2 separate regions of the Sus scrofa genome follow, and region 2 is linked to region 1. A link is a contact called in public Hi-C data. All regions are on one chromosome and are shown on one strand. Each heading gives the region's core, a stretch centred on a gene start, on an enhancer-like site or on the middle of the called end of the contact. The rest is flanking DNA. Distances are from core to core; before and after follow the strand shown.

Region 1 (5,464 bases), core at 1,230-3,729:
TTCAAGCAGAGAAATGGCACAGAAGCTCCTCACACAGAGTGAGAAGATGGGGTGAACAAAGCATATACATCATTCCCTCAAAGAAAGTACAAAATCCTTTGTAAAAGTGAAAAGGGTCAAAAACTATATGAGAAATATATAATCCAAAAAATTAAGCACACTTAACCATGGCATAATTTTTGATATCAGAGAGAAAGAAGAATCAATTTGACATTAGAAATTTTCTCATGAGTGTGGCACATAAGTCATTAAATTAAAATACTGGGAAGGAAATATATCATAGCAAGCTTGGCTCTGCACTGCAGATTATTTACAAAGACATAATTAATATTGTAGCATTTTACTTGTTTTTAGCACATAAAGCAAAAGGCAATTGCAGTTATGAAATATCTTGTAACTATTATTAACTTTGACAGTGTATTAAGTAAAGTTCCATCTAAAGTAAGATGGGAATCAATATGATTTGTGCAGTGATAAAGGGTAAGGTAGAGTCACTACTTTCCTCAGTCTACCAAAAAAAGGAGTCAAATATGCATATTTTTGATGTTGAAAAAAACAAAAAAATACTCTGATGTGAAAAAAATTTTTTGATGTGAAAAAAGTTGTTTACATATATTGTTTAAAATTATAAAACTAACCAATACAAAAACTAAATTTGTGGGAACTATCCTAAAATTGGGGGAAGAGAGATGGTGGTAGTGTGCGCTATCTTAAGAAGTCAATTTAAAAAAAGAATTAGCAATTTAGCTTATTATCCAACACACAGACCTAAATATTAGAAAACGTTAAGTGGTTAGCTCTGAAGGAATGTGACTGAGGATGGGAAGGAGGACACTGAACTGCTACATTTTATTATGCAATCCTTTTATACTATAATGTGATCTTCGATTAGACACCTCGATCACTTAGACAAATAAAAATCAAATAACAAAATACAAAAAATGCAAATGATTCAAAAAGATTAAAAAAACTAGCATGAATGATTTCATCAGTGTTCTGCTTCAACTATGTCTTAGATGGTGCACCTGAAATGGCTCATACATAACAATGCACACACATGGATGTGCTCACACTTGGTGAGTGGGGGAAAAAACAGTGGGAAAAAAATAGCTGAGGTGAGAGATTAGTTGAGTAAAAACAACATAAGCAGTTAGGTTTGAAAATTCATTCATTCCACAAATATTTTGAGGTTCCTATTTTAAGTCAGGTGTTTTTCTAGCTTCAGGACCAACCAGGAAATCAGGACACGAAATCTGCCCTCAAAGAACTTAAAATGGAAATGGATCAAATAAGGGAAAAAAAGGGTCAAAAAAAGGACAAGAGATGCTTATTTCATTATGAATAAAACAGTTTACACATTTCTTCAATGGGTTAATACTACTTCACTTATTTTATATGCTTTCCTTCAAAAAGCTGTCTCTCTGTCGCAAACAAAAACAGGAACAAGAGGCCTTGAAAAGCAACCACTGACAATTCCAAAGCAACTTTCATTTGTTCACATTCTTCCACTGCACAAGGGAATGTCACATCTTGACAAATGACTAAATCTCTGAAATCCAGAAAGCAACCAAAGCAAGAGTTTGGAATCTCTGCTGAGCAATGGAGAGCCGATTTCACATTCTCTAAGCTCCTCTTGCAAACTTCCCCTGCAACAGTCAGGCAGCGGTTACTTTCAAAAAGCTGCCAGCAGTTCACAGAGGTCTCGAGTGTGTAGCGGGAAGGCGGGCTGAAGGTAAGGAAGGAGAAGGTACTAAGCAACCAGCAAACTGCACTGGTGGCTTCTATCACTCCGGGCGCAAGTGCAGGGCCACTCGCTACACCTAACCTTCCTCTACATTCCCAACAGTCCCACCCACTACGACACAGAAAACTGGGAAACCCAAATACCTGCCTCTGGGTTTGGGGACGCAGGCTGACCAAAGACAAGGGGATGGAGCTTCTACACAGGGCCCCAGCGCTGTCGCTGTGGCTGGTGTTGCCGCTAATCGCTTAGGGCACCGGGCTCCGCATTTAAGGTGCTACTACAGAAGACACTGCTTCTGGATGTCGGGAGCTCAGAGATTGCCCTTTGCCCACGAGCTAAATCAGCCAGAGTTGCCAGCTCGGAATCTGGCCAGGAACGCGAGCCTGGCGCTTTCCGGTGACGGCTCCTAGGTCTCGCCCAAGCCCCAGCTCTTCCAGGCCGTTTCCTCTGACCTCACAGCCTCCGCGAGGGCACTCTAAGGAAAGACCCCGACGTCCGGCGTCTTGCCTCTTGCCCAACCTGGCGACGAAATATAGCGATCGAGGAAGAGGTGCAGAAGGGTTGGCGTTATTGGCTGGAGGAATGAGCGACGGGGAGTGTGATGTGGCTGCGCACAGGACGAGGGCCACAGAGCTTGCTGTCGAGTCTGCGGACCGCTAAGGCGTTTAGCAGGGACACCTAACTGGGTCCTTTCTCACTGCCGTCGTGAGCGGGAGGCAGTCCCTTCCTGCTCCGGGCAGAGGCTGCCGGGGTTCCCTGTCCACCAATTCATGTGAGTGTTTTCCGCAGAGGGTCTCGGGATAGGGGGATTACGATCATTTGGAGTCCCCTTTCCCTTACTGGCCTTCGGGAGGTAGAACCCGGCCGGCAGGTGCTAGGAGGGAGTCAGCTCGCAGCGGCGCCACTCTTGGCGTGAGGAGCCAGGGAAGAGCCTGGGATCTTTTGAAGGAACCAAGTTTGGGAAATGGAATGCGAGGTCAAGGGGAAGGATGTTACTGGAAAAGATATTGCACAAACATGTTTATTTGAGAGAGAGAGAACTGGGATGGGGAGGGCGGTGACAGGAATTAATTTAATCTACAACTTACTTAGCGCCCGCCATGTCCAAGCCCTGTTTTAGGCTCTGATACAAAGCAATGAACGAAACAGACAAAAATTCCTGGCTCCCTGTAATTCACATTTTATTGAGGGGGACACACACTAAACAAAGTTAAGAAAACATACCATATCTTAGGTCGTAATGAGTTCTGAAAAGAAAAGTAGCAAAGCAAGTCGGAATTTTATTGTGACCAGAGAAGGTTACACGGAAAAGATGGCTCTCGAGTTAAGAGCTGTCAGAAGCAAGAGAATTAGTCTTAAGGATATTTTTGGGGACGTGCAATCAGTCATAAGGCATAGATTTTGCCAAGACCATGGGGCAGAAATCTCTGCTGAACAGCAAAGAAACCTTACGTCAGAGTTGAGTGAAGGGGTAAAAGCTGGAGACAGAATCTGAGAGTCATGAAGGATCTTCAGCGCATTTTAAGCCTTTGGACAGTTTTGACTAGTTAAGTTATGTAATCTGATTTCCTTTTAAAAAGGGTTTTTCTGGCTGATCTCAAGAACAAAGTGGAGTACCCAGTGGGGCTCAGTGGGTTGGTTGGGAACCTGACACAGTGTGAGGATGCGGTGCCCTTCCTGGCCCCGCTCGGTGGGAGCAAGTTCCCTAGTAAGTCGCAGAATGGGCTTGGGTCTGGCCTGGCCTGACTGTGGCTGTGGCCTAGACCTGTAGCTGCAGCTCCGATTAGACCCCAACCTACCTCCTGGAATTTCCATTTGCCACAGGTATGGTGGTAAAAAAAACAAAACAAAACAAAAACATAATTAAGTAAATAGAGGGGAAGGAAGAAGACCAGGTAGGAGGCTTTTACAGGAATCCATAGGAGACATTATGATGGCTTAACTAGGGTTGGTAAGAAATGGCCAGTCAGATTCTAAGTGCTCTTAATTTAGAGCATGAGCATATTAATGGATGGTGAGTTAATGTTCTCTAATTAGGCTTGGGAAACACTTTAGAAATGACTTTGTGAGGTTTGGAGTAACAAACACAAGTTAAAGTCATGGCTTTACCATTTAATATATGAGTGGATTTAGACAAGTTACATAATTTCTCTGAGTTTATCTATAGAAGAGAAATAGTGCCAGATAAGATTGTAGAGATGAAATGACAATGCATGGCCCATTAAAGTAATAGCTAATATTATTAACTGTGTTCTGTGACAGGAATTGAAAAAAGTACAGTGGTGAGTGCCAAAGGAAAGGTCTGGTTAAATCCTACTGAAGAAAATCTGAGTCAGGTAAAAGATGACCTTGTTTTATAAGAGAGCTATAGGAGACCTTCACATACCCCTTTTAAAATCTTAGCTTATATCACTGGAAAGGTTTTCTGTGTTAATGACCACAGTATCTGAAAAACATGGGCTGTCTTTTTGTAGCCATGCTCTCATTGCCATCCCTTAAACCTTCCAGAATACCCTGTGTCCTCATAAGTAATGGGGAAGAAGCCTCTCTGGTGAGTGAAGAAAAACAATCAAAAATAGGAACAAATTCCCAGTTATAAAATGAATATGTTATAGGGATGTAATGTACAGCATGGTGACTGTAGTTAATACTGTGCTGCAGATTAGAAAATAGCTAGGATATTGGATCTTGAAGGTTCTCATCACAGGAAAAAGAAATTTGTAATTATACGTGAAGGTATTAATCTTAGAATATGTGATCATCTTGGAATATGTACAAATATCAAATCATTATGTAAAAACTTTAAAAACTAAAACAAGTCATACAGCTAATGAATGGCAGAGCTGGAGCTGGAATTTGAATTCATTCCCAAATTACGTTAAAAAAAAAACAAAAACACAAGGAGTTTCCTTCTGGCGCAGTTTCCGGTGTTGTCACTCCAGCAGCCTAGGTCACTGCTCTGGCATGGGGTTAATTCCTGGTCCAGGAACTTACACAGGCCCAGAACATGTCCCCCGCACCCCCCAATACCCCTCCCCAAAAAAGAAGAAAATGAACTTTAACAAAAAGCATAGTTTTAGATCTTTATTTTGACCTAGGTTACTAGAAGACTGCTGGAATTACTGCTGGTTGTAGCTGCTGTGTACTTTGAGTGTCTCTAGGATGTATTGTTTTCAAAAAATATAATTTTATTATTTACCGTTTTAAAAATCCTGACTTTTGACACGTTTTAAATCCTAGTAGAGGTGTTAACCTAGTGATACATTGTGTAGAACTGTAATAAAGATGTTCTCAGAGTAGGATAACTTGGCAATTAGGAAGCAAATGGAAGAAAGAAGTTTGGGAGGTGAGAATAAGGATGATGGCAGGAGAAAAGACGAAAAAAGTGATTAAAATTGCTACATTTCATCAAGTATGATATGCACATTTTTTTCTCATATTTTCAGTTCTGAAATAGTGGGGTATTCTATGATTGTTGATGTTTTAAAATCACCATAGACTGAATAGCAATTGTGACATAGTTGTCAATGCCCTCACTCAGCAAGCTTGATCATAACTAATAATATTGTCATCAGTTCATTTGAGTTATGTGCACTGTTGGTATATAGTTGTTGACTTTAATCTCTTAAGTATCCTTTAAAAGATTATTTAGCGTTTAAAATAAAAAGTTATTGTGTATGCAGAAATACATGGAAACATAAGAGTGATAAAATAAAAATA
Region 2 (5,464 bases), core at 1,321-3,820, 560 kb before region 1:
TTCAACATTTCTCACATTTGTTGCTATTTTCCATTTCCACTGCTACTACTCAGATTCAGGTCTTTATCAGCTTTTTGCACTGTAGCAATAATCTAGTGATTGTCTTGGACTTCAATACTGTTGCCATATTAATGTTCCTGTTAACACATCTCCCTATCTCCCTTCCTCCCTCCCTTCCTTCTTCTTCCTCCCTCCCTGCTTCCTTTCTTCCTCAAAAATTAAGACTTCCCATTCCCTTTAAAATAAAGCCTAACTTCTTGGCCTAGCATTTAAAAAGATTCAGTAGGAGATCCCATTCTGGCTCAGTGGAAACTAATCTGACTAGTAACCATGAGGTTGTAGGATTGATCCCTGGCCTCGCTCAGCAGGTTAAGGATCCGGTGTTGCTGTGAGCTGTGGTGTAGGTTGCAGACTCAGTTTGGATCCTGTGTGGCTATGGCTGTGGCATAATGTGGCAGCTGTAACTTCGATTCGACCCCAAGCCTGGGATCCTCCATATGCCTCAGGTGTGCACCCCCCCAAAAAAAAGACTCAATAACTGGCACAAAAACTAATTCTTCATCTCCAGATCTCCCATAGACCAGAATCATTAGCTGGACTTGCTACTTCTCAATTTTTTTTCTGTCTGGAGAGCTTTTTTACCCATTTTCATATTTCCATATCCTATCAAGACCCATGAGGGTACTGATGAGGACCCTACTCACCCAATAATACTAATAATCTTGCTGAATTCCCGTCGTGGCGCAGTGGAAACGAATTTGAACTGGAACCATGAGGTTGCGGGTTCAATCCCTGACCTCGCTCAGTGGGTTAAGGATCATGCGTTGCTGTGAGCTGTGGTATAGGTCGCAGACGCAGCTTGGATCTGGCGTTGCTGTGGCTGTGGTGGAGGCCTGCAGCTACAGCTCCGACTGGACCCCTAGTCTGGGAACCTCCATAAGCTGCTGGTGCGGACCTAAAAGGACAAAAGACAAAAATAAATAAATAAATAAATAAATAAATAATAATAATAATAATCTTGCCCTCCCCTGGGAAATCTTGGAGTGCATTCTCAAGGTACTGGAACTTTCTACCTTGAACCACAGTCTTTTTTTTTCTGTTTTCTTTTTTTTGCACATTTGTTATATTCTCTATAAATCTCTGACTACTTTAAGGGGAAAGGCTATCTTTTTACCATCACGTTTGTATTTTGTAAAGTACCAAAAAATAATGGCCAAAGAATTATTAGAGATCAAAGGATAATAGTTTTTTTCCTTCTACACAATTCTAATCATTTCCAAAGTCCCTCTGCAATAAGCAACAAAAAAGAAACTCAAAGCTATTACCACCCTCCAGACTCCTCCCACCCCCAATCCCACCTCAAGCCCTCAAATATCAAAAAAGCAAAAACAATACAAAGCAGAAAACACCTTTTTCATGACATGGGATTTGTACAATGTTCCTATCTGCATTACTCTCTACCCAATCCTCCATGTGATTTAAATTCATTAACCCCACTAGACTGTAAACTCCATGCAAGAAGGGAATTCTTTTATTCAGAACTGTTACATACCTAGTGCTTGGAATTTAACATATTCTCAAAAATATTTGTTGAGTGAATGCACTAGGGTTTTTTTAAATGTCACTTTCTAGGGCTTCTGTGATTTCTCCAACCTAAATTGGGTATTCATATATAAATATATGCTTTCCTCTAGATCCCATTATCTATCTTACAAGCTAACATTAAAAGAAGTCCAAAGTTGGAGTTTCACGTGCACGAGATGAAGGAAGCTGAACCTATTCAGGCAGAGTGCAATATTGGGGTTGCCACCTCAATAACGGCTCTAGAAAGCTTTGCCCTTTGCAAACTCATGCAACTCATCCTAATAAATACCCTTTTAAAGATACTGCCCTTTTTATTCCTCCTGGATCTTGGCCCTGGATTACACTGATGACCTTAGGCACACATCCGGAAACGACAACAGGCGGAAAGAACCTAATTCCAAACCAACCAACCGACAGAAAATCTGAAAAACGACACTCAGAAAAGGAATATCAATCTTCTGATCAAAGGCAAGACCCACCGAAGGCCTAACATCGGGAAGGGTCTTGACAAGTGAGCCCAATGAAGATGAGAGGAGGCAGAGGGAGCTGCACAGAGAAGTCGCCAAAACCTTCCGAGGAAGGTCCGAGACAGGGTTCCAAGGTCCCAATCCCTGGGGCTGTAACCTCGGTCCGCTGACCCCAGCCTGCAAAACCTTCGGGGGAAGCACGACCCCAACTGTAAGGGGAGAATGGTCAGACTGGGCATTCGACCGCCTGCAAATTATGAGTTTCCTCACAAGAGGCGAGGAAACTAAGACCGCACAGTACTACCGTCCCACTTCACCCCTCGCGGAGGTCTCAAGCCTCCCAGAGGCGGCTGGGAACCGAGGGGCTCGTCGCAACTCACCGCTCCGCCCCGCTGCTCCGTCCGTTCCCGGTGGCCTGACGAACAGGTCCCAGCACTAGCCCGCCGGGAGAGCGGAAAAACAAAAGTTCCCGCAGCAGGGTCGACTGGGGAACGTTTTCACTGTGCGACGGGAGGAAGTGACGTAACCACCTTCTTCCGGTGCGCCGGATTATGAATGACGGCAGGTGCTGCTGTTTCCCCGGCGCTGCTTCTGTTGTTTTTTTCCCTGCCGCGTGGAGCTGCGAGCGGTCTGCAGGCGAAGACTTCCTAAAGCGACCTCGGGAAACCCGGCTCGGGCGGGGCGGGAATGCGCTGGCGGCCAGTGTTGACACGTTCACGCACCCTCCCTGCCTGGCCGCGCCTCTGCGACCAGGTAAGGAGGGCGCTCGCGCCGCCGGCTCCTCAGTCCTCAAGACCCTGCAAAGACTCCTCTTTCATCCAGGGACCGGCAGGGTTGACGATGCGAAGAAGGGCGGGAAGAGTGGAGGGGTCCGGGCCCCTTCGCAATTTTTCCAGGGCCAGTCCCCATGGCTTCATTTACTGAAGGGGAAAGGAGCAGCTTCCAGTTGCAGCAGTCTGTTCGGTCGTTCGCCATTTGCTGCTAAGTGTAGTTAAGACCTCTTGGGTCACTCTTTTAACTTTTATCTTTTTTTCTACTGAGTTTTCTATTCCAGCCCTTCCTCATTGGAGAAAGCAGTAGTATGTGAATACTACCTAACAGTTGCTCCAAAGAACCCCCTACATTTTGGGCGATTTGTTTCTGCACTACCATCAAAGTAGCGTTTCACTTTGGTTTAAACTCCTATAGAAAGTTTGGGTTTAACTTGCATGAAAATTGCTTTTACTTCAGAAACGTTTACTAATACACGTACTTCCCACACCAATTCTACTTGGTTTGGGATTAGGTGACTGTTTGTTTGTTTCGGCTTTTTAGGGACACACCCTTGGCATATGGTAATTCCCAGACTAGGGGTCCAATGGAAGCTACAGCTGCCGACCTACACCACAGCCCTAGCAATGGGATCCTTAACCCACTGAGGCCAGGGATCAGACTAGTGTCCTCATGCACACTAGTCGGATTCGTTACTGCTGAGCCACATCGGGAACTCCTTTTCCCCTTATTCCCCCCCTTTTTTTTTTTTTTTTTTTTTTTTTTTTGCTTTTTAGGGCCACAGTCTAGGCATATGGAAGTTCCTAGGCTAGGGGTGGAATCTGAGCTATAGCCACCAGCCTAATCCACAACAACTCAGGATCCGAGCAAAGTCTGTGACCTACACCACCACTCAGGGCAAGGTGGGATCTGCGACCCACTGATTGAATCCATATCCTATGGATACTAGTCAGATTCATTTACACTGCGCGGCAATGGGAACTCCGCCGATACTCTTAAGGTCATGATCTCTTAATGCCGGGAGCCCATTCCTTGTCATAAGTTCTTGCCAACATTTAATAATAGATCTTGTGCTAAATTATTTAAGAAAGGTAGAGTATGTTTACATTTTTCTAAGCTTATCTAGGAACAGTGTTTAAAGGAGAAAAATGCAAAAGCTGGCAAGACTAGTGGTGTGACAATATAAACATTAACCATGGCCATTTAAATATTATGAAAATAAATTCTTTGCTATAAATTCAATTGATTGATTTGCTGTTGTATTTAATAAATCCAACATTAAGCTCTGGGACTTTTTTTAACTACCTGGTGGAGAATATACTCTACTGAGATGATTGCCTTAAGCATACTCATTATTTGAAATTGTTTGAAGGCATTGTTTTAAGAGGCCTAACTTCCAAAATAAATCTGCGAGAAAGTCAGTGAGATTTGAAAAGAAATTTTTTTTTTACACTTCTCTTACCTGTTTGCTTTAAACAAAATTCGAACTTAAACTTTTTATATAGTAGTGGGTTCATCAAGTGTTTTGTGGGGTTTGATTTTGCTTTTATTTTAACCCGTGTTTACTTTGTAGCTTTTGTATCCACTGCCATTTGAAATAAGAATAACTGTGTATCTAATTGGATTTTCTAACAGCAACAATTTAGCAGACCTTGAAACAACAAATTCTGAGGCTAGTCAATTAAAACATCTGTAGCATATACAGTTCCTTAGCATATGTTGTTTTGTTGTTTTTATGTTCAGCTTTTTAAAGTAGCCTACTAATTTTGTTATGAGTGGTACATGGGAAACAAGGATTTAAACCATTTAGTTCATAATAAGCATAAGTATCGTTTGCTGTGGGGATTCAGTAATTATATTTCGGGCTTGCTGATGTTTCCAACACGTTAGTGTTTCATGCTCTGGATCTCTGTTAATTATGAGGTCAGTCTTAGCTGCAGCATTATGATTCTATGGCAACAGATGATTCTCTCATTCTCCAGAGAGAGGATGACACACTTCCTTTATGGCTGAAGTTATAGTAAGTTTTTTTTTTTTTTTTTACTTTCAAACATTGTTTTTTTTTTCACTTCTTGCCCAGATAAGAAAATAGCTAATTTTAATCATAGGCTTTTATCCTCTAAACCTTAACAGTATGTATCTTTACATGTAATGAGCACTGTAATAGCTTGTTTTTTTTTTTTTTTTTTTTTCTTTTCTTGTTTAACTTTTAATATCTAGGTATTAAATAGGTAGTAAGTTGCTATCTAACTCTGTAGGGGCAAGCCTTTTTTTTTTTTTTTTTTTTTGCTTTTTAGGGCTGCACCTGAGGCATATGGAGTTTCCGAGGCTAGGGGTCCAATCAGAGTTACAGCTGCCAGCCTACGCCACAGTTATAGCAACGCAGGATCCCAGCCGTGTCTGTGACCTACACCACAGCTCACAGCAATACCAGATCCTTAACCCACTGATCAAGGCCAGGGATCGAACCCACAACCTCATGGTTCCTAGTTGGATTTGTTTCCACTGCGCCACAACAGGAACTCCAAGCCTTTCTTTTTAAATCTATATTACTAAAAGAAAATAGAATGAGGTTTGCAACCAAATATGGTTATTTTTGTCTATAAAACATGAGCTAAGTTCTAATATTCATAATGTTGAAC

Evidence for each region. Hi-C and Micro-C count contacts between places; a contact is called where the count stands out from the background.
Region 2: a contact with region 1 is called in a Hi-C map of mesenteric adipose tissue, with 1.8 times the contacts expected there. The contact joins the promoter of INTS12 here to the promoter of AIMP1 in region 1. A contact is called at or near these places in 2 of 47 Hi-C or Micro-C datasets (heart right ventricle and mesenteric adipose tissue) and 1 of 2 datasets of contacts at active chromatin or transcription factors (skeletal muscle).

What each region holds. Positions count from the first base shown.
Region 1 is chr8:115,473,685-115,479,148 of Sscrofa11.1, reverse strand. It overlaps AIMP1 (aminoacyl tRNA synthetase complex interacting multifunctional protein 1), which reads left to right and starts at 2,479. Exons shown (of 7, transcript NM_001114283.1): 1 at 2,479-2,516. The coding sequence starts at 2,515. It overlaps TBCK (TBC domain-containing protein kinase-like protein), which reads right to left and starts at 2,373. Exons shown (of 26, transcript XM_021101700.1): 1 at 1,892-2,373.
Region 2 is chr8:116,028,970-116,034,433 of Sscrofa11.1, reverse strand. It overlaps INTS12 (integrator complex subunit 12), which reads right to left and starts at 2,570. Exons shown (of 7, transcript XM_021101712.1): 1 at 2,432-2,570. GSTCD (glutathione S-transferase C-terminal domain-containing protein) reads left to right here and starts at 2,558. Exons shown (of 12, transcript XM_021101711.1): 1 at 2,558-2,804. The coding sequence starts at 2,603.